Regions from separate parts of the Mus musculus genome. Here all the other regions are linked to region 4. The links are chromatin contacts, called in public Hi-C, HiChIP or PLAC-seq and promoter capture Hi-C maps. All regions are on one chromosome and are shown on one strand. Each heading gives the region's core, a stretch centred on a gene start, on an enhancer-like site or on the middle of the called end of the contact. The rest is flanking DNA. Distances are from core to core; before and after follow the strand shown.

Evidence for each region. Promoter capture Hi-C pulls out the DNA fragments that hold promoters and counts their contacts. A called contact is a pair of places that touch in the nucleus more often than the background predicts. HiChIP or PLAC-seq counts read pairs in DNA pulled down with a chosen protein or histone mark.
Region 1: a Hi-C map of liver shows a contact between it and region 4, with 2.5 times the contacts expected there. The contact joins the enhancer-like site here to the promoter of Klhl33 in region 4. A contact is called at or near these places in 11 of 39 promoter capture datasets (3T3-L1-derived adipocytes, the C10 cell line, the HPC-7 cell line and 7 more), 6 of 484 Hi-C or Micro-C datasets (bone marrow-derived macrophages, liver and uterus), 3 of 115 datasets of contacts at active chromatin or transcription factors (CD8 T cells, heart atrium and liver) and 4 of 9 other capture datasets (adipose tissue, embryonic stem cells, liver and 1 more).
Region 2: a contact with region 4 is called in a promoter capture Hi-C map of liver. The contact joins the promoter of Rnase10 here to the promoter of Klhl33 in region 4. A contact is called at or near these places in 13 of 39 promoter capture datasets (3T3-L1-derived adipocytes, the C10 cell line, the HPC-7 cell line and 7 more), 6 of 484 Hi-C or Micro-C datasets (3T3-L1-derived adipocytes, bone marrow-derived macrophages, liver and 1 more), 3 of 115 datasets of contacts at active chromatin or transcription factors (embryonic stem cells, fibro-adipogenic progenitors and heart atrium) and 4 of 9 other capture datasets (adipose tissue, embryonic stem cells, liver and 1 more).
Region 3: a contact with region 4 is called in an H3K27ac HiChIP or PLAC-seq map of microglia, with 5 times the contacts expected there. The contact joins the enhancer-like site here to the promoter of Klhl33 in region 4. A contact is called at or near these places in 6 of 39 promoter capture datasets (the C10 cell line, HPC-7-derived erythroid cells, embryonic stem cells and 2 more), 13 of 484 Hi-C or Micro-C datasets (bone marrow-derived macrophages, cerebellum, cortical glia and 5 more), 8 of 115 datasets of contacts at active chromatin or transcription factors (the NIH/3T3 cell line, bone marrow-derived macrophages, embryonic stem cells and 3 more) and 4 of 9 other capture datasets (adipose tissue, embryonic stem cells, liver and 1 more).

Annotation. Positions count from the first base shown.
Region 1 is chr14:50,988,093-50,993,285 of GRCm38.p6, forward strand. No RefSeq gene overlaps it. Among named protein-coding and RNA genes, the nearest start is that of Rnase10, 17 kb to the right of the region's middle. Within about 2 kb of position 3,114, at least 18 of the 459 cell types and tissues checked have an H3K27ac peak or open chromatin away from gene starts, as enhancers often do. A contact at or near this core is called in CD8 T cells and liver, where this site is marked.
Region 2 is chr14:51,005,735-51,011,000 of GRCm38.p6, forward strand. Rnase10 (ribonuclease, RNase A family, 10 (non-active)) reads left to right here and starts at 2,195. Exons shown (of 2, transcript NM_029145.3): 1 at 2,195-2,338; 2 at 3,539-5,024. The coding sequence starts at 2,233. The coding sequence ends at 4,170.
Region 3 is chr14:50,821,918-50,827,520 of GRCm38.p6, forward strand. Tep1 (telomerase associated protein 1) reads right to left here. Exons shown (of 55, transcript NM_009351.2): 50 at 5,139-5,282; 51 at 4,896-4,992; 52 at 3,139-3,244; 53 at 2,815-3,032; 54 at 2,588-2,692; 55 at 2,144-2,373. The coding sequence ends at 2,251. Among named protein-coding and RNA genes, the nearest start is that of Gm52116, 12 kb to the right of the region's middle. Within about 2 kb of position 2,359, at least 75 of the 459 cell types and tissues checked have an H3K27ac peak or open chromatin away from gene starts, as enhancers often do. A contact at or near this core is called in adipose tissue, bone marrow-derived macrophages, cortical glia and 1 more, where this site is marked.
Region 4 is chr14:50,895,373-50,900,912 of GRCm38.p6, forward strand. Klhl33 (kelch-like 33) reads right to left here and starts at 2,111. Exons shown (of 4, transcript NM_001370764.1): 1 at 1,076-2,111. The coding sequence starts at 1,811.

The DNA of each region.
Region 1 (5,193 bases), core at 1,864-4,363, 94 kb after region 4:
TGGGTGTCAAAAGCATAAGAAATATGGATGATTGTGAGCTTATTTTAATATTTCATAAATCTTCACAGAAACTATATATATGCTGGGAACAAGGCTGCAGCATGCTAACTACAACCAAGTTCACTTGAGTCTTAAATCAGTTGTGGGACCAGCAAGATTGACACATGGGTAAAGGCTTCTGCTTCCAGGGCCGAAGACCTGAACTTTAGAGGAAAGTTAGAAGGACAAGGATAGACAAGAAAGTGCCTGAAATGGCGGCTTCTTGCTTTTGGATGACATTGAGAAGAAAATGGTAGGAAGGCTTGGGGCTGGGCTTCTAAACAGGACCAATAAGACCCAGAGGGGGACCCAGAGACCCTGGAAAACATCCAAGCTAGGGGCCAGTTAGCCTACTTCCAGCCTTAAGGCCCCTTCTGCCCTCAAGGGATAAAGCTGTAACTTACACTTTCTCTGTGTACTGGCTGGTTCTCTGTCAACTTGACATAGGCTAGAGTCATCAGAGAGCAAAGATTTTCTGTTGAGGAAATACCTCCATGAGCTCCAGCTGTAAGGCATTTTCTCAATTAGCGATCACTGAGGGAGGGCCCAGTCCATTGTGGGTGGTGGCATCCCTGGGCTGGTAATCCTGGGTTTTGTAAGAAAGCAGGTTGAGGGGCTGGTGAGATGGCTCAGTGGGTAAGAGCACCCGACTGTTCTTCCGAAGGTCCAGAGTTCAAATCCCAGCAACCACATGGTGGCTCACAATCATCCGTAACAAGATCTGACACCCTCTTCTGGAGTGTCTGAAGACAGCTACAGTGTACTTACATATAATAAATAAATCTTTAAAAAAAAAAAAAAAAAAAAAAAAAAGAAAGCAGGTTGAGTAAGCCAGAGGGGAGCAAGCCAGTAAGCAGCACCCTTCTATGGCCTCAGCTCCTGCCTCCAGGTTCCTGCCCTGTTTGAGTTCCTGTCCTGACTTCTTTTAGTGATGAACAACAATTCAGAAGTGTAAGCTGAATAGACCCTTTCCTCCCCTACTTGCTTTTTGGTTATGGTTTTTCATCACAGCAATAGAAACTTAAATGAGACACTCGGCAACTTGGTCTTCTGTCTTCCCAGACATTTTGATTCTTTGCACTGAGGAACAAGCTTGACAATCCCCTAGGTGACTACCAGCACTCCCGTTAAATTTCTTGGGGTCTCTCATTGGGCATTTGAGAAGACTTAAGGTTGTACATCAGACTGAATGTCAAGTAGAAGGATTTACCAGTAGCCATAATCTTCAAGCACTCTACCAGGACCCTTCAAAGATGAGGGGGCCCCTTATCAGGACTAGCATGATGCAAATCACCAATTAGCTCTCACCCAGACCAGAAGTAAGGAAGGCAAGGAGCTAATGCTATGAAGGAATGGAGTACTTTGTTCTTTGCAGTTGGACAGAGATTTCTCCTGAGAAAACCAGGGCACCACTTCTAAGTCAAGAGACAGGGCAAATGGGACCCCAAGGAAGTGGTCATGCTCCCAGGCAGGAAGGTGAGGGAAGGCAGGCTCCTCACTCAGTACCCCTGGGAAAGGTCCATGGGGAAGGCCCTCCTCTGCTTGACACTCCTCATCCCGCGGAGGATAGCTAAGTGTGCATACATGCGGCAGGCATGTAGGGAAAGGGAAGACTTGGTTAACATTCTCTCTGTCTCTCGGATCATTCTTGAATCCAGGTAAAACTTAAGAAGCCTTATGTATTCAGCTGTATAGGAAAGTGATATCCAGCTTGCTCTGAGCCCCCTTTCCTGAAGGAGGCTGGTCTCCTGACCCTGACAGGGAGAAAAGAGAACAATAAAACAGCCAAAGAGTAGATGCATTTTGTGTACTATTGATCTCATGGTATAAAGCTCGATCTGAATCTGCTACTTACACTCATTTGGAACCAAATCACAGATATAGTAGATTGATCTCTATACTGTGTCCTGTCCTGTCCTGTCCTGTCCTGTCCTGTCCTGTCCTGTCCTGTCCTGTCCTGTGTTTTCTATAAGGTTAACTGAAGTGGAAACTTCTGGTTTCTTTGGAAAGTCAGTTATGTCAAGTGATGCTTTGTTGGGACACACAGGTGAAAGGATGTTTTGCTATAGCAAACATGTGAAAAGATGCATATTCAGAAGGAGTATAAATATGACCCCATAGACAGTGGGAACTCAAGCATTGGTTTGCTTTGCTGTGCCTCACTATTCTTTGCTAATGGCACGTATGTATTGGTTTGCCTTACATTGAGTTGCTGAGGTGACGTCATAAAAGGAACTCACCAAAGAACTTCTTGGGAGGTTCCTGCGGCTTCTTGCTTCTTCCTCGGACTTGGGCTGGTTGGTGAGCCTTACAGTTTCTTCTGGATTGAAGTGCCCTTGCTGGTTCACGTGTGATGTTTGCTGAGTGGACTGGTCTGCAGCAGCTGATCCATGTTTGGTGTTTTCAAGTGGGAACAATGGGAATTGGGAACAATGAAGACTGAACTTACCTCCAAAGAACTATTTTTATACATGTCTACTTCCCCCATGTCTTTAATAGCTTTTCTCTTCGACTACCTCTGGTGAGCTAGAGGGAAGGTTGAACATTTATTAAAGTAGGTTAGAAAAAAAAATCTAAACTTACATCTAACCTTGGAAATTATCAAATTCCATAGTATGACAGTATCTATACAAGTAATATTAATTTATTATGTCTGCAGTTTGGATTCAACCTTCTTTTATAAAATTGTGTTAACAGCACTATCTTCCAAGCCAAATGACTGCTGTGACATCAGCTGTGCCTGCTTGGAAAAGATCATCATGGCTAGGGTGGTGTGTTAATATTGTTATAGTTCATAAGAAGAGATGTTTTTCCAGAATTAAAAAGAAAACTGGAAGCATAAGGAAGTTACAAAGGTCTGAGCAAGCTACATAAGATATACAAAAGGTCAAAGTTCCTTGATATCAATTTTCTGCTTTATATCAATAGTTATTGGTCTATTCTCCATAACAATTACAAGGATTGGTTTAAGTGTCCAGTTTTTGCCCAAGCTTTAATTAATGATTACACAGTAGTTAAATGTGCCAGACTGGTGTAACTGACCTTCTTGTTATTCAATAACCATTCTTGAAGGCCATACTAATGTGGTCATGTGACGGACATTCAGACCTTAGCAAACTGACTTCACTATGGAAGTACTGTTCAGGTCTTAAACTGGAGCACGTAGAAAGCACCACAAAATGAAAATGAAAATGAAAGCGAAACCTAATCAATCAACATCAATAGTTCTGGGAAAGTACCCCTAAATATATTAACTATGTTTTATGGCTTCTGTAGTTCCACTTCTGGATAATTGCTTTTATTAATTAAAATGTATCAACCCAGGATATATTTTTGTGCTTAAAGGTTCACCTGGAGAAAGGCTCTGACTACACTGGAATCTCAAACAACCAGTGTAGTTGGCTAAAAGGAGTTTTTATTGGCTTAAACTTGTGTCTAAGCAGTCTTCTCTGTTAGACACCCTGTAACAGTTAGAGGTATAAAAGGAAGAATATTTTTCCTCTTTTTCCTCAAGGTGAATCAGATCCCATGGGACTGCTAGGCATAACTATGGAGAATCAGCTGTTCTCTGGTTCAGGGAGCCATGGAAAATCCACCCAGTAAGCTATAATCAATATCCAGGCTATAAAGAAGAGGGTCAACACAGAGGGAAATTTTTCTCTGTACTTTCAAGTGAACTGTGGCCAAGCAAAGCCTCAGACTTATCCTTGCACAGATGGAATCAGTGAAAGGAATGACAGAGGAGCCAGAGTTTCCTCTCAAACACAAATGACTCGAGAACAAGATCCTTAAACAGCATTGACAGTTTTTTTTTTTTAAGTAATTGATTTTGGCCACCTGTGTGATCTTAAACACCCAGCAGAAAAGTATAACCTAAGAATAAAATGACAGTTGTGTTTCTTTAGCAGTCTAGGGGACCACACTGCCTAGACACTGGGGGAGATATTAGATAGACAACTGTTTCTCACTATAGGTTTTTCTTCTTGATAAGGAAAATTCTACCCAGACACAGGGTATCATGATTATGGCTGAATTCAACACCGAAGTACTTACCTGCAAGTGATAGAGCCACCATTGTTTTACCTCCCAAATTAAATAATGTTAAACGTCTCTTTTTTCCTCTCTAGAAGCCATTTGGATGGGACTTCATGGTGTGATTCTAGCCAAAGTGCCTGAAAGCAGGTCCCAGGTTCATCACCACTCTTAAGGTCAACCTTGGGTTGACTGCTACTATGCAAGATTTCACTGGGACTATTTGCCCTATTCTGTGCCATACAGTATTGGCCTCTAGCATTCTCTTCTTCATTCTTTAAGTCCCTCTGCTTCTACAGATGGTTCTGCAGATGGAACCCCAGATACACCTCCAACTGGAATTTTACTGCAGCTCCCAAGAGCCCACCTCATAAGGGTCTTCTCTCTCTGGACTGACACACCCTAGTCTCTACTTGCTCTCATCATGAAGCAGCTAGAGCAGTCATCATCCTGCCCCTAATAGTAGTCCCTGAATAAGCAAGGAGAATTGGTTGGTTGTTTCTTCTTCCTGGAAGACACTGTGAAGAGAAAGGATGGAGGTAGGTTTCTAAATAGGATTGGTAGAGGAAAGAAAGGGGAATGACCTAGGCATCCTATAAAACATCCAACCCAGAGTCCATTTATCAGAGTCCCTGCCTTAGGGACCCTCTCATCCTAAAGAAATAGAGCTTTACTTTGCTTTCTCTAAGGCTTGGTCTTCTGTCTTTTCCAGCCATTTATACTTTGCTTGTGCTAGGGAACAAACTCACTGGTCCCCTAAATGATGACCAGTACCTCTGTTACAGTATGATCCTCAGAACCAACATGGTACAACGAGAGAATCAATTCCTGTAAATTGTCCTCCAAACTCCACATGTGATATGGATGTACATGGGTATGTATATGGCCGACCCCCTTCAAAAATAAATAAATGTGGGCTGGAGAGATGGCTCAGTGGTTAAGAGCACTGCCTGCTCTTCCAGAGGTCCTGAGTTCAATTCCCAGCAACCACATACATGGTGGCTCACAACCGTCTGTTATGGGGTCTGGTGCCCTCTTCTGGTGTGTCTGAAGAGAGCAATGGTGGTGTGCTTATATGCATGAAATAATATAATAATAATAATATGCATGTTACTGCCTTGC
Region 2 (5,266 bases), core at 945-3,444, 110 kb after region 4:
GGGCCCAAATAAGTAAGAACCCAAGATGGATGAATTGCACAGATTAGAAAGGGCCTCAATGACCGGGCATGGTGGCACATGCCTTTAATTCCAGCACTTGGGAGGCAGAGGCAGGTGGATTTCTGAGTTCGAGGCCAGCCTGGTCTACAAAGTGAGTTCCAGGACAGCCAGGGCTACAGAGAAACCCTGACTCGAAAAACCAAAAAAAAAAAAAAAAAAAAAAAAAAAAAAAGAGAAAGGGCTAACGAGTTATAAGGATGAATTATGATCAGGCTTATGTGAGTTCATTCTACAGATGTGAGTTGTTCCAATAACCAAGCCTGGCTTCATGGTCCCTTCCTGTAATCCCAGTACTGAGAGGCTGAGGTAAGAGAAATGACACAAATTCATGGCCAACCTGTGCTACACAGTGAGATTTTGTCTCCAAAACACCAAATAAGTAAATTAAATAACTTAAATTACTTATGCATTTGAGATCACTTCTCTTCTCAGGAGTAACCAACTGCTCTCTAGAGCCATGAGAAAAACAGCATAGACTAGAGCCAGTTATCACTCTCTTTATGCAGGTAGTATAAGATGTTGACACAAGACCACAGCTCTCATCTTGAAGGGGATAAAAGATAGCCATTTTGAGTGGTTGTGGGCCAGGAACACAGGTTTAGGTTAGCCCAAATTCCATGTTCCAATGTAGAAGCTGTTTTATGAACTTGGTAGTTTTATAGGATGATTAAGGCTGAAATCGAGGCAGATTTAAAATACATTGGTGGGTACCTCAGGGAGGCAGGGGCAGTGGAATGGGAGGAGCCGTTTTACAGGTGGAAGATGCTATCTGATGATATCCTGGGGCTGGTAGAAGCTAGTGCTCTGCTAAGTCAATAGATTCCAAAAGATTTCTGGTAGTCACAAGATGTTAGTTCCAACACAGATACAGGCAAGAAATGGCAGTTCTGGAAGGCTAGAACTAGTCCAAGATAAAGTAATAAGGTAAGTCTCTCCACAGTACTATACTTCTAACCAGTCAGTCTCTGCAGCCATAGCTTCTTTCTGGAGATTTTGTTCACAAAGACAAGGAGCAATGGGTGGCAGCTGGCAAAGCAGGAACCCATCCCCCGCCCTCCGTATTCTGCTAATCGCTGAACATCTCAAGGCTTCAAGTTTATTATAAAACTGGGGGAATAATTCTAACCTCCTCTGGTAAAGAAGTCCGGAAGGCCACATGAGGTCACTACTGTGCAAGTGAACTAAAATGTAAAACCATCTATCTGAATCCTCAGACCGCAGCAGCTCCTTCATGTGATTTACAAAGAAGGCCTTTTCCTTTACCTGAAGAAGACTTTGTGCCAGTCTTAATGCAGTTAGTTTAGCAGGGAGCAAGGTGAGGTTTTAGTCTCTACTTACACTTTTGTTGACCATTTGAGAATGAACTGTAGCTCAAAAGGCCAAAAACCAAACAAACAAAAGGAAAAACAAAAACAACCTCCCCCCCCCCCCAAAGCCTGTAGACAGCAGAACTCTGAGCTCACCACTTGGGTCTCCTGCATAATGACTACAGAAAGCATGCGTCTCGGGAGATGATCATCGTCATCATCTGGAGATGATCTGTGCCGTGCCTTATCAGTCCCAGATGCTCAGCCTTCAGCTGGAGAAAGGAACATCTATTGGACACGGTGACCTCACTGGTTTAGTTCACCACATGTAGGAGCTGATTGATGAGTTGTTCTGCTTTCATGTTCCTTTTCAAGAGCCAAATAACTACATTTACAAAATCTGGATTTTTTTTTCCCCACTGCAAATAATCAAATGAAGTCATGCTACCCTTGCAAAAATGTGAAAAGCAGTATTGGAAAGGTGCCGCAAACAAAAATAAAAACAAGACGCCAGATACTACCATTCCAGAAGTGATGGGAAAGGGCTGAAGGCAGTATGTGTAGAAAACAAGACAATCAGGCTTGGGACTCAGGCACAAGGTGAGACTGTTCTAAACCACAGGTCAGTGGGCGGAACTCAGAGTAGAACAGTTGATGGAATACAACTGTCTGCAGTTCTTCCAGGTAGAGGATACTTCCTGTCGTTTGCTTAAATTTCTTTACTTCAAAGTGTTTGTGGGAGCAGAAAGACACATTAGCTGAGTGTGTCCATTCTGTGCTGGGAAGGAAAGAAGGGGAGAGGCATGGGTTCAGGAGATCCGGCTGTGTTTAAAAGCCCTCAGCACACAAGGAGATAGCTACTTGTATGGAGAGCAGTTTCTGGGTACAGCTCACAGAGAAGGACGCTCTAGGAGAGCAGAACTGGGGACATAGGAAGAGCCAAGACTATCTAAAGCTGCTTACAAGTGTAGGTAAGCCACGTCAGGGTCGGGTACCTCAGAGAGCAAAGCCGGGGCCTCATGTATTCTAGGCAAGATCTCTAGCAGCTGAGCCACATCCACAGCCCATTCAGTTTCATTCTCTTGAAATTTCTTTCTCTCCTCTTCTTTAAAACAAAAACAAGCTCTGGCAAGTTTTTACTAAAGGAAATCTTTCCTGGTTTATCTCACCAGTCTGCTCTGGCAAGCTTCTAACAACGTCAGAGTCACTTGAGTCAATGACAGCCAGTGTGCACACTCTGCAGTATTTTCCACATGCTGTGCCAATGTAATGTTATTGCCACTGTAATGATGGATGCTAGTTTTTGGCCAAGATAAATTCTATGTGAGATTTCCTCAGCGCTGGGTGACTGTTGAGCAAGAAGGCCAACCGTGCCCTTCCCCGAGTCCTCGGCTTCAGAGTCTGCTCACACACAGCATGCACTTTCCACGTTTCATAACAAGTTTAACAATTTGGAGCCCAGAGCTGTTGACTGCAAAGACTGTAACTTCCTTTCAGCTACATCTTCCTGCCTTAGTTCTGGGATGGCCCCCAACCAAGAGCGGCTGCCAAAATAGCTGGAGCCTGAGAAAGCCGTACTGCATTTCTTCCCTAACCACAAATAGAAATACAAATGACAAGATGTAGCAGAGGCCTGGGCTGACTGCACATTTCTGCAGCTTTACTTTAGGAGTGAGAACGAACCCATTTCTCTTTCAGTTCATTTTTATTCCTTTTTGGGAAAAGGGTAATAATAACAAGCAAAATAAATCTGGGATAAAAATGGACACAATGCTTCCTAGAGCAAGGTTGTCTCTAAGAATTTCTCTGTACTCATTTGGCTTAGCTACTCTCTTTGGTGATTCGAGAATAATTTCTGTTTAAGAATCGGTGGGCGGGGGCTAGAGAGGATGGAGTGGCATCAAGTTTCCTCACTGATTACTCAGACAAGGACCAGCTTACAGTCACTTCTGTTAGCCACTTTCCAATCCTCAAGACCCACACAGGAATGGGGAATGTGAGGAGAAGGGGCAGAAGAAGTGTTCAAGAAAGAGATTCATTTCCTTAGGTAGGTGGAGTAACGGGGAGAATTCAGTGGAGTACTCAAGGTCTATTTTGCTGGCGTTGGCCAACCATGGCAGGGGCCAGAGTTTATCTCTACATCACGCCTTCATTTTCCTCTTCTTCTTCAGGCAAAATGAAGGTGACACTGGTGCATCTGTTGTTCATGATGTTGCTGCTGTTGCTAGGCCTAGGGCTGGGGCTGGGCCTGGGCCTTCACATGGCAGCTGCCGTCCTGGAGGATCAGCCACTGAATGAATTTTGGCCCAGTGACTCCCAGAATACTGAAGAGGGAGAGGGCATCTGGACCACAGAAGGTCTGGCACTTGGCTACAAAGAAATGGCACAACCTGTCTGGCCAGAAGAGGCTGTCCTCAGTGAAGATGAAGTGGGGGGAAGCAGGATGCTGAGGGCTGAGCCCCGCTTTCAGAGCAAACAAGACTACCTTAAGTTTGACTTGAGTGTCAGGGACTGTAATACCATGATGGCACACAAGATAAAGGAGCCTAATCAGAGCTGCATAAACCAGTACACGTTCATCCATGAGGACCCAAACACAGTCAAAGCTGTCTGTAACGGTTCCCTGGTTGACTGTGACCTCAAGGGGGGCAAATGTTACAAAAGTCCCCGGCCTTTTGATCTGACATTGTGCAAATTGGCCAAACCAGGCCAAGTCACTCCCAACTGTCACTATCTGACTTACATAACCGAAAAGGTCATTTTCATGACATGCAATGACAAGAAACAACTGGAGACTAAATGAAGCACCTTGTGCCTTTCCCTTCTCTTCGGCCCGTTGCCTCTCTTCTCTTGGATTTCCATTCACTGATGCTTCTGTCCCCTCCTTGGGTTTGCTAACTATAGAGAAGATCCTGGGAGGAGAGAATGGACCATCTCTGATTTTTGACTTCTGAAAATATAATTATTCTTTGTATTGGGGTGGGGAGGTGTCATTCAACTTGCATTTTTGTTCTGGGGGTCTGAAATGGCAAAGAATAATGCTTAGTTTCTCCTAGATATCTCTCACCTTCAATCCCTGTCCTACAAAGGCCAAACTCTAGACCCTACCTTAGCCATGGTCATCAGCTTGATCCCTGGATTGAGTACACCTTGGGTGTAGACTAGAAGAGTTTAATGCCTCCTTTATCTACCTCCTTCCCTGCTACTTACATAGGGACTCTACATGCTACCTACTTGTGGTAATCACAGACTTCTGGGCCCTATACAATGCAACACACTTCTCTGCTGCAGATGCAACTAAAGCCATTCAATCTAGGACTGTGTCTGGAAAGCCACGTGGCTAGGCTTCTTTTCCTGAGCCTGGAAAATCATAGAGCCTGCTGTGAGTTGGTGTAGGGCATAGGCCTGAAGATCAAACATGCCCTTCTCCCAGCCTTGAGCAGTCTAAATAGACCTTAAGTGTTTGCCACAGTTGGACCTTAATGACCCAGGTGGAGTCAATTTCCTACAGGAATACTGCTGGCTGAGCTTGCTTTACAATATAATCCAGCTGAAACAAAACAACTCAATCCAGCTGAAACAAAGGATGGGTCTGTTGGCTTTTCCTATATAAATGCAGTGTGCTGTGCTGACTATTAAACTTTGAGTCTTGATCAGAAACTTTGTCTTGGCTTCATCCATCTCTCACACCCCATCCTTTTTCATTTCCAGGCCCCCTTTCAGGTAGCCCAGTTCCTCCATGGCTGCTGGACAGCTACAGTCAAGTGCTTGAATAAGGACCCATCTTTCTCATCTTCCTACCCCTTTCCTCCTCTTCTCCTTTCACAACCTTCCTCTTTGCCTCCCTTTGTTTCTTTCCTGTCTGATACTTTTCTGTGTTCTTTTCTTTTACCTTTCTT
Region 3 (5,603 bases), core at 1,109-3,608, 73 kb before region 4:
CCTAGGCATTCCCTGGGACTCCAGAACCAGATTGAAACTATCTGAGACATCCAGCCTCGTGGACTGAGCAACCACTGGGTTCTTAGCCTTTCCATTGGAAGACAGCCATTGTTGAACTACCTAGACTGCAATCTGTAAACCCTTCTAAATTTCCTTAAAATGTGGGGGTGGGGTGGGGTGTGTGTGTGTGTGTTCATTCTCTGTTCTGTTATTCCTCTAGAGAATTTTGATAACAAGTCCTCTGCAAGAGTAGAATGTGCTCATAACTGCTAAGCCATCTCCTTAGCCCTCAATCACTTATTTCTTCTGCTATCAGTACTGTCTTCATTTCCAGGAAGTTCCTCTGTATCCCACTGTAGTGACAGGTTACTCTGGATTCTATTCTCTCACAGTATATAGCTTCTCCACTGAAGGACACTAATGAGGGCTAATGCTTTCCCCTGTTAAATTCACTTTTCCCCTGCAAATTGGTGTCTGTTAAATGTTACTGTAGACAGAATACAGGCTCAAAAGATTCACTTTCCCCATCAAAATCCTCTTAATTATACCAGTTCTACAAGATATCCTAATCATCATCAACTGTCAAAAAACTGCATACTCTTTGCCTTAAAACAGATGTTCATGTTTGTATAAATGGCTTCACTGATAAGGATCTAGCCAAATCTACCTACTCTCTTTAAGTATTATACCACTAATACAACTGGCTAGAGAAATGGTCCAGTGGTTACTATAGTGCGCTGCTCTCCAGAGGACTAGAGTTTGGTTCCCAGCACCCATCTCAGGTAGCTCTCAATTTTCCGTACCTCTAGCTCCAGGTCCAACACTGTCTTCTGACCTTCAAGGCACCCTCTTACACACAGAGACATCGACACATAAGTAAAAGTAACTTTAAAAAACGTAAGAACAGATGTGGGTGTTATAAACTTTTCTAAAGAGTACAAGACAGGATCTCACTCTAGATACCCGGCTGTCTCAGAACTGGCTATGTAGGCCAGCATGGCCTAAAATTCAAGAAAAATCCTCCTTCCTTGGCCTCCTAATACAGACTACAGCCATATGCTATGCTTTATAGTAAGGATTACCGAGTCAGGCATGGGATCTCAGACCTTTCATCCCAGCACTCAGGAGGTGAGGAAGGAGTCAGGTAGACCTCTGCGTTCAAGGCCAGAACCTTGTAAGTAAGCAACGTAAATCCATGGCATGATTACTCCACTTGTCAATATGTTGTAAGCTCTATCGACTTCATTTTAGTTTCATTTTTCCTTCCTTTGTTCTTCAAGATAAGGTTTCTCTATATAGTCCTGGCTATCGTGGAACTCCCCCTATAGACCAGGCTGGCCTTGAATTCAAATTCCACCTCCCAAATACCCCTGCCTCTGAACTGGGATTATGAACCATCATGGGCTGACTTCTTTTTAAAGAACACTTTATGAGATTTATTTTTCTTTTATGTATATGAATGAGTGTTTTGGCTGTATGTCTGTGTACCACATGTGAGCATTGCCTATGGAGGCCAGAAGAGGGCGATGGGTTTCCTAGAACTGGAGTTACAGCAAGTTGTAAGCCACCGTGTAGGCACTAAGAATCAAAACCCAGTTCTCTGTAAGAGTGACCAGTGCTCTTAATGGCAGATCCATCTCTCAGCTCCATGAACTTCAATTTGAGGGAGAAATAGATTTGTGATCTCTGTAAGAGTGCCAATTAGTCTACCAATGAATGCTTGCAAGTCAAATGTAAAGTCCAAAGACTCATTCTGCCTTTGGTGCCTGGGTTTCCCACTCTGGCCAGTTAGTTCTGGGGAGAGGGCTGAGTCTGTGACAGGAACCCAGCACAGTCCTAGGTCTATCCGTTTTTTCCTAAATGCTTGCACGTCTACTGACTTTAACTCGCTCTTGTGTCCTTTCATGACCAAACGAGAATTCCTCAGGTCTCTTCAAACTAAGTACTGGCCACCAATAGCCTTCCTTCCTTCTGACAAGAGTGGACCTTAGAACTTAGGCCAGAAAGGGACACAGGAATAGAATCTGCGTGTTAAAGATGCTCATGTTCCTGCAGTTCTCCTTAGATGTTAAATTAGAAAGGAATATCCAGAGCCCTCCCCGTTGATCTAAAATCACCAGCGAACACAATCGGGCATACACTCTAGATCTCTCAACATTTTAGTTTTATAATCTTACTAAGAATATAGACACAGGTGTCTTCAGGCTAGCAGCATCTGTTGACATCATCTTTGTCCTGAGTACTGCATCTTCATTCCCAAGATAGAAAATACAAGTTTCCTTGTGTGTCTCCCACAGCAAGCTGCAGGGGAGAGCTGGGCTCCATCCAAGGTTCCAGACAGCTCACTGGCCCTTCACATCGGAACAAGCCCAGCTGAAACAGGAACAGAAACGGGGGAAGTGAAACTATAGGCCTGAGGTCTCCTTGTTATCTTTCTCTCAAATCAATATCTTAGAAACAGGCCACACCAAGAGAGACTGAGAAAAACAACTTTCATTTCGTTGACACGCCTTAGCCTGCATTCATTTTCTTGCACTAGCCCTTTCTCCGCTTGTGTGCACGTGTGCACACAGAGACCCACACTTACCAGCTGCATACTGGGTCTCTCCCACAGCTTAACATCTCTGTCCTTCGAAGCTGTCACCAGCAATCCCGGAAGCACATGGAGGGCTGTGACAGAGCCCAAGTGGATCTCGGAAAGGAGGGGAACAACATGAGTTCTCAGGGAGACCTTTCACTTACTGAAGCAGCAAAGGCTGCTGCTGAGCCAGATTTAGAACCGCCTCCCTCTATGACCCCTCCCTCCAAGCTCACCTTTTTACACTGCTGTGCCTTTAAATTTGTGGGATCAATCCAGCAATCAATGGAAAAATCCAACTCTGAGTGCGGGGACAACTCTGTCTCCAGAGTCTGAGTTTTAGGTTTTTTTGCTTTTTTCTGCCAAATGTTATCTACGATCCATTCTCCCTCTGAGGTACATTCAGATAAGTTCCACAGCATCCCATCAGAGGTGGCGCACAAAAGGGATGATTCTGCCATTTTAAGAGCAGAGTTAGCCAGGGCTCAAGCCTTGAGGACCCACAAGCCTCCCCTAAGCCACCCCAGAAAGAGCACTCTGGCCCTTCTTCTCCCACTAACCAGACTCAGGTTTGGCCTGAGTGATTGATACTGGGGACCCATTAGGATTATTTAAGTTCAGATTGAAGTCCAGGATCTCTTCAAACTCCCCTGACTCCTTTTGCTCCTGTGAAGGGATAGGTAGAGAGGTAACTTTGTTTAGTTCATGACACAACGCCACTATCAAAGCTCTAAGACAGGATATATATGACACAAAATATTAGTATTACACAAAAACAAAAGACAAAAAACTAAAACCCACCACACCTACAAATAAAATACATGCATCAAGTGAATGCATGTAAGATCTACCCATGCAGTGCCCCTAGGTGGAGATGTGGAACAGTTCTCGATGTTGTTCTCATGCCCAGTCCCAGTTGGTAGGAGAGCCCGAAAGCTGGCAGCAGATTTAAGTGTCTCCACTTATTACAAACTCCACATCAGTGAGATCTCTGTAGTGTGGCCATGTTTGTGACTGGCTTCCTTTGCAGAAGGACATGTCTGTATTTCCCTACTTATCATGTTCTACTTTCTGCTGTCATGCAGTTACATACTGAGAATTGCATGTCCAGGTTGGGCTATGTTGAATTTAGGCTAACACAGACGTGTCTGGGCCTGGCATTTGGGGACTATGTATACTTCTTTCACTTAAGTACATATTTAGGAACAGAATCACTGCTTTCTAGACAGACTTTGTACGTAACTTTAGTAGGTATCCGATTAGGATTTCTTAAAACTTTCCAGAAACAAGAGACCTTAGGAATCTTGGGAATGAAATCTAGCTCTGACAGAATCCCAAACAGTTAAGCATAAAGCATCTGTGAGGTACCTGCACCATGCACCATGACAGAGACACGGTGTAGCCCTTGACCTTAAAATGCTAATACTGACAGAAACCAAAAAAAAAAAAAAAAAAAAAATCACAACTAGGAAACCTAGGAGACAGGCATGGTGGCACAAGCCTTTAATCCCAGAACTAGGGAGGCATATCTCTAAGTTCTAGGCCAGCCTGCCTGCTATATGGAGTGAGTCCCCAGACAGGACAGCAAGAGCTGCACAGAAAGCCTGGAGAGGAGAGATGGCTCAGCAGGTAGGAGCAATTGCCAGCAAGCCTCACAACAGAGTTTGATCTCTAGATCAAACAGTAGAAGAAGAGAACCAACCTCACCAAGTTGTCTTCTAACTTCCACAAACATACTATGGCTTACAAGTGCCCCCCAAACACACACACACACACACACACACACATACACACACACACAAATTAAGATGTAAAAGAGCCAAGCACAGTGTCACTCATCTCTTTGCACTCAGGAAGCAGAGGCAAGCAGATGTCAGTGAGCTCCAGGTCAGTCATGGCTATATAATGAGCCCTTGTCTCAAAACAACTGGAAAGGAGAAGGAAGGAAGGAAGGAAGGAAGGAAGGAAGGAAGGAAGGAAGGAAGGAAGGAAGGAAGGAAGGAAGGAAGGAAGGAAGGAAGGAAAGAGAGAAAAAGAGAGAGAAAGAATGAAAGAAAGGAAGAACGAAGGAGAGAAAGTCCTCCTAGGTGTCTGACTTAAAAAAAACTATACAACTCTGTTTTGCACAATGAAATCTTACATGGAAACTTAGCATCCAAAGATTTAAAGGAGAGTTGCTCTAGGGAAGGGAGATGAGAGCATTGGAGCCACCTGCCTTTCCCTCGCTCGCCTTACACTCCATGGTGGATTCCAAGGTTTAAATCTGTGCATTGGTTCTGCACAGATGGCTGTTGTAACACATCCAAACAGAACTCACCAATATAGAAAGTAATCCGGAGTCCCCCTGCTGCAGGTAGAACAAGCCGTACTCCTTGCTGGTGCACAGTATTGAAGAATGTACTCCATACCTCCTGCTGTTTATAAGAAAGTAAGAGACTGAGCCAGGACTGCCTCTCTTCATGACCCCAGTGCTTTACCCTGAGTCTGACGCAGTCTTGGGGTAACCACAAACCTCTTTTCTTCTTTTTAACACAAGAGGAAAAAGCATTTTAGATCTTACCAGATAGAAGATGGAATAGACCCAGGCTTCATCTCTAGTAATTCCACATCCTCTTTCATCAAGATGAGAGACTGGCCATCAGGGGCCAGACCCAGACCTGTCAAGACTCCCCAGTCCTCCTGCAGAACTCTCTTCAGATGAAGACTGTAGTGCAGAAGACACACACAAAACAGAGAAGGATACTTCTTAACCTAACCTTTCAGACTCTCAAGGACTTCTCATGAATGAAGTATAACGCACAAGGACTGCCCTGCCCCAGATATCCTGTTCCTAACCATCAGTGTGCATGCTTGTTTGCTCTTGTACTGGGATCAGACCCAGAGCTTCTGGCAGGATTAAGACAAGCACTCTAGCACTGAGCTATATATATTCCCAACACCCGTCTTTCTTATCAAAACATCTTCCATCATTCTCCCTTACTTGCTCAAAAGGAGATTCTCTAACATTGCTGTCTTTTGCTTCCAT
Region 4 (5,540 bases), core at 861-3,360:
GTTCCCACACAGCGGCATGAATACATAGGTTTAAATTCATTCCTTAGTGAGAATGTTATAGCTACTATGAAATGTTGAAGTATCACCCTTTTGCTAGTGCCACAGGAAATGTAGGAAACCTTTAGGGCTGACTTTCCTCTAGAGTAACCTCACTAAGCACTTAGTGCTGTGAGTGGGCATGTTGGAGTCAGTCTAGGCTGGTCTTGAACTCATGCCAGTCCTCCTTTTTCAGCCTCCTAAGTGTTACAGGTAGAGGTCACAAGGCACTACTAGGTTTCTTTTCTCTTTCCTTTTTCATTTTGGTTTGTGAGATAGGAACTCCCAATATAGTCCACACTGGCCTATGTAGCATAGGCTGGCCTCAAATTCTGGGCAGTCCTCTTGTTCAGTCTCTTTAGTGCTGGAATTACAGACATAAGTCACCACAGTTTGCTTGATTTCTTCATTTGAAAATTATTAGCCCTGAACTAGGTAATCTCTAAGCAAATCTATTGTAACTTTAAGCTTTGTTGTGTCTCCGACAGACTCCATTTCCCAGGTCAGACATATCCTGGTATAACTGCATAGGGGATAACCGCACAGGGGAAGCAGACTGAAGTCTGCTGCCAGAGTCAAACACACCTAGGACAAAGGACACACTGGGAAACTTGTACTGATGGCCTCGGCTGCCCTTTGCTGTGTGCTGAGTAGATGCCAAAAGGCTCTAGCTAATTTGTTTGAGTCAGTCTCTTTCTCCCTGTTTTGCTGCCATGGACTGTACTCTAAGCCCTAGCCATCTGGCTGGAAATTCTAGCTACCAGGGAGGGGGGGGGGGGGGGGAAACTGCCTGAACTATCTATCAGTTCAAATCTGTCCGGGTGTCTAGGAAAACAATTCAACTGCGCATGTGCATTTCTTGGTGGCTCTGGAGAAGCACCAAAAAGGACATTCTTGCTGAAGCAATAATACAAAACTATTTCGCAAGGCTAGGGGGTGTGGATCCATGGTAGAGTGGAATTAAGGCCTTAGGTTCCATCCCTACCACCGCAAAACAAGCAAAACATGCATTTTTGGCAGTTGTCTCACAGACTCTCACCCCGCAGGCGGTAGCCCTCTGCCTCCAGCTCCAAGTCGCACCCGATGCCCTCTCGATACAGACGCTCAATGCTGTGCAGATTCTCCCTCAGCTCCTCTGCCTGGCTGAGCTTCTTTTCATTTCCCCTGGCTTTACCAAGTCCTTCTGGCTTCAGCTGGGCCGCCTTCTTCACCCGGGGTGCTCCCAGCGCCTCTGCAGCAGCCAGCACTTCGTCCTGTGAGGCGGGGCCCAGCACCCCCTCGTAGGCAAAGGTCAGCGCAGCCTCCCAGCCCCTCGGGGTCACATCAAGGCTGAAACTGGGCTGCTGACCCCCACCGCTCAGCAGCCTGCCTCGGAAGAGGCTGCTAATTGCAGCCAAGATCACCCGATGCACCCCATATACCTGTCCCCCCACAGACACCTCTTCATCCAGCAGCAGCTTCTGCTCCCGCAGTCTCTGCGCTTCAGCGAAGAACTGGCAGGGGTGCTCCACGCTGCACAGCATCTCAGGCTCCGCTGAGTCGTCGCTGTCATCCTGCTTCTTCCCTTTCTCCGGAGATGAAGCTAGAAAGGGAAGGTTTCCTGAAACGAAGGGGCTAGGTGGGTCAGGCTCTGCCAGAGAAAAGGAAAACAAGCCGGGATCCTCATCGGAAGAGGGAGACCGGGAGAAGGTTCTTCCGGCAGGCACAGGTAGTTCAAGACTGTCCTTCTCGATAGGAAGGGAGACATGCTCCAAGTCTGAGGAAAGGCTTGCCATCTTCCAGACGCTTGTGAGGTTGCCGCAGGTGCCCAGGCATGAGAGAAGTATACCTGAGCAGCACTCAGGAAAACAGAACTGTCTTCAATTCAGCTGTCAGTCCCTCACTCCGTCCGGTGACACACTAACTTTGGGCTATATGGCGCTAACTAACCATAGGGTTCACCAAGTGCAACAGAACCACAAACGCCTGTAGCCATCTGGCTCAGGACAAAGCCCCGCTTTCCACTCGTTTTCTTTTAATCCCAGGCAGGAGACACCGGGCTTCTGCTTGCCCTCTCTTGAGTTCCCAGTCTGCTTAGGACTGCTGTGTACGGATCCTAGCAGTGCCCGCACTTGGCTAATTATAGCTAGCCTGAGGGCTAAACCCTCATCTCTCAGTGCTGGAAGCTGACACTCAATGCACTGGGCCAAGTCCTGGGATGACTTCCCCTTTCCCTCCTTCCAAACCTGTAGGTCACAAGAGTGTGTTGAGTGGGGAAAATTGCAAAGCAAAGGGAACGCAAACGTTGGGTAGAGTGAGCCAGGCCAGAAGGACTGACTGTTTTCCCAGTTGGTGGCTGGAGGTGACAGGAGGCTAGTGAGGGAGTCTGGAAAGTCTAGACTATAAACAATTAACATTTGACTCATCTTCCTCCATCATAGCTGTGGGATTTGGGGGGGAAATATCTCTTAACATCTGCCTGACTTTGCTGTTCCTTCATAACCCCAGAGGGTGGACCAAAAGCCTAACACTTTACACAGCAGTGATAACCAAACTGAAGGTGTAAATCAGAGATGTGTATTTTTAGGAACTGGTTTTAACAGGTAATGTCTTCTATGTGGCCTCCACTTCCCTTAAGTCCTGAACTCTGGTGGAAATCTCCTGTGAAGGGATTATATGCAGGTACCACTAGGACTGCCAGAAAGTTAAACTCTAATGGCTCTTGTCCTTCCCTAACCGCCCCCCACCCCCCGGCCTCCTGGCCATGCTCTAAGAGAATTTGAACTCACTAGTGGATTTCCTCTTCAGATTCTTCAGAAAGAGGAAGCTTATATCATGTTGTTAGACATGCCTCTAAACCATAGAAGGGAACAGAAGTGAGGCTGCAGGTCCAGTTGGACCAATGCTTCTCAAGGATGGCTTCATCAGGGTGTCCACCAATGGAAGCTCTGAACTCTCTTCTCCCAAGTCACACTGCCAGCACTCAGAGCTGCCTGCTGGATACCAACTGATGTTTTCTTCATACTCCACCCTGAGACTGAAGTCTGCCTTAGTAAGGACAGGGTCAGTAGCCATGTAGGGCCTAGAGCCTGGGTTATAGAAACCAGTTGCCGGGGCTGGAGAGATGGCTCAGTGGTTAAGAGCACTGGCTGCTCTTCCAGAGGTCCTGAGTTCAATTCCCAGCAATCACATGGTGGCTTACAACCATCTGTAATAGGATCTGATGCCCTCTTCTGGTGTGTCTGAAGACAGCTACAGTGTACTCATATAAATAAAATAAATGAATATTAAAAAAAAAGAAACAAGTTGCCCGTCAATTTTCTGGTGACTGTCATCAAATGCTGGTGACTACAACCTGGCTAGATCTTTGGTCTGAACTCTTTGCCCCTTCTCTGGGGTCTGTTTAAATGCAATCAGGCAGGATCAGAAAAGTAATCAAGAGACCCAAATTCCCCTACATCAGTTTCCAAATAACCTTTCCTGAACCTGAATGGTTCCTGAAAGTTTAAGATTTTAAAATAAACAATTTTATGTGGTCATTTCGAGAGGATTTTAAGGTTTGGAATATTTCACTGGCTCTGTATGTATTGGGGTTTGTTTTGTTTTGTTTTGTTTTTCTGAGACAGGATTTCTCTGTGTAGCCCTGGCTGTCCTGAAACTCACTCTGTAGATCAGGCTGGCTTCAAACTCAGAAATTCTCCTGCCTCTGCCTCCGAAGTACTGTGATTAAAGGTGTGTGCCACCACGCCCGGCAAAGATTTATTTATCTATTTATTTTATGTATATGAGTACACTGTCATTCTCTTCAGACACACCAGAAGAGGGTATCGGATCCCATTTACAGATGGTTGTGAGCCACCACATGGTTGCTGGGAATTGAACTCTGGACCTCTGGAAGAGCAAGCAGTCAGTGAGTGCTCTTAACCGCTGAGCCATCACTCCAGCCCTGTATGTATTGTTTTAATGGTTTTAGTACTAATAAGCAGAGAGCTTCAATTATGACCTCAAACTTTCAGGGAATAGAGACAGAGGAAGTTCAAAGGACTTAGCAAGTGCTGTGTACGGTCTGAAGAATGATCCTCAACAGCCATGCTTCCAGTTTTTAATGAATGAGTTTATTAAATATATAGCAAATAAAATTAAAAGAATAAATGGCAGGTAGGAGACAGAATCAGTAGACAGCAAAATACTACCAAATGGGCACCCATGATCATCCAGCAGAAATCAACTGGAGGCTAATTGAGGTAGCCAGTTCAGGCAAATCAGGGGTCATGGGCACAGCAGAATGTCTCTTGGGTGAGGTCACTAAGTAAAAGAATAAGCAGCAAACAACAGATAGAAAACATCACCAAATCAATCCAAAGAAAGAAACTGAGGCAGTCAGCCACAGCTGGCAACTGAGAGCTTTATTTTTGCAGTTGAGCCGGGGTTCTGGCTTCCACTTCCCGCGGATGACACTTCCACATCAAGGAATAAACAATAATCACCCTTCCCTGAAATGGCTTACCTTAGCTGTTCACAAAATCACAATGTTTTAAACATTCCTAGATGCTTGCTGTCGTTTTTTCTTTGTGTCACAGAGGCAAGGGAGGCCAGTTTATACCCAGATAAGGGTCCACGGAGGACACTTTGAGACAAATCTATTTAGGTGTGAAATGGAGGTGGAGTTCAACCCTGTTTCCTGACAGAGCTTCTCAGTGAGATCTAAACATATAGTGGTTTTCATAAGAATGGCCCGTGTCCTAGTTAGAGTTTCCACTGCTGTAAAGAGACACCATGACTAAAGCAAGTCTTATAAAGGACAATATTTAATTGGGGCTGGCTTACTGGTTCAGAGATTCAGTCCATTATCATCATGGCAGGAAGCACAACAGTGTCCAAGCAGGCATGGCACTGGAGGAGCTGAGAGTTCTACATCTTGTTCCGAAGGCAAACATCAGATTGGCTTCCAGGCAACGAGGAGAAGCCTCACAAAGCCCACCCACAAAATGACACACTTTCTCCAACGAGGCCACACCCCCTAATAGTGCCACTCCCAGGGCCAAGCATATTCAAACCACCACAGTCCTCACACTCTCCTCTGTTTGAATGCCTGGTCTCAGTTGGTAGAACTGCTTGGAAAGGAGTGTGGCCTTGTTGGAAAATATGTGCTACTGGGGATGGGCTTTGAGTTTTCAAAAGCCCATGCCAATGGGCTTAGTCCTCTCCCTGTCTTGTGCTTGCTGTCTCAACATGTAAGCTTTTATCTATTGCTCCAGTGCCATGCCTGACTGCCTCCTGCCATACTCCCCACCATGATGGTCATGGATTTTAGTGACACTCTGAAACTATAATCAAGCTCCAAATGAAATGCTTTCTTTTATAAGTTGACTTGGTCATGGTGTCTCTTCACAGAATTGAAAATGTAACTAAGACCAAGAGTATGTGACATTTTTCCAATACAGTATTCATTGCCTTAAGTGTCACACAGGAAGCATGAAGGCAAACCAGGCTCAGGCTGGCTGGACAGACTGCCCTCCTTTAGC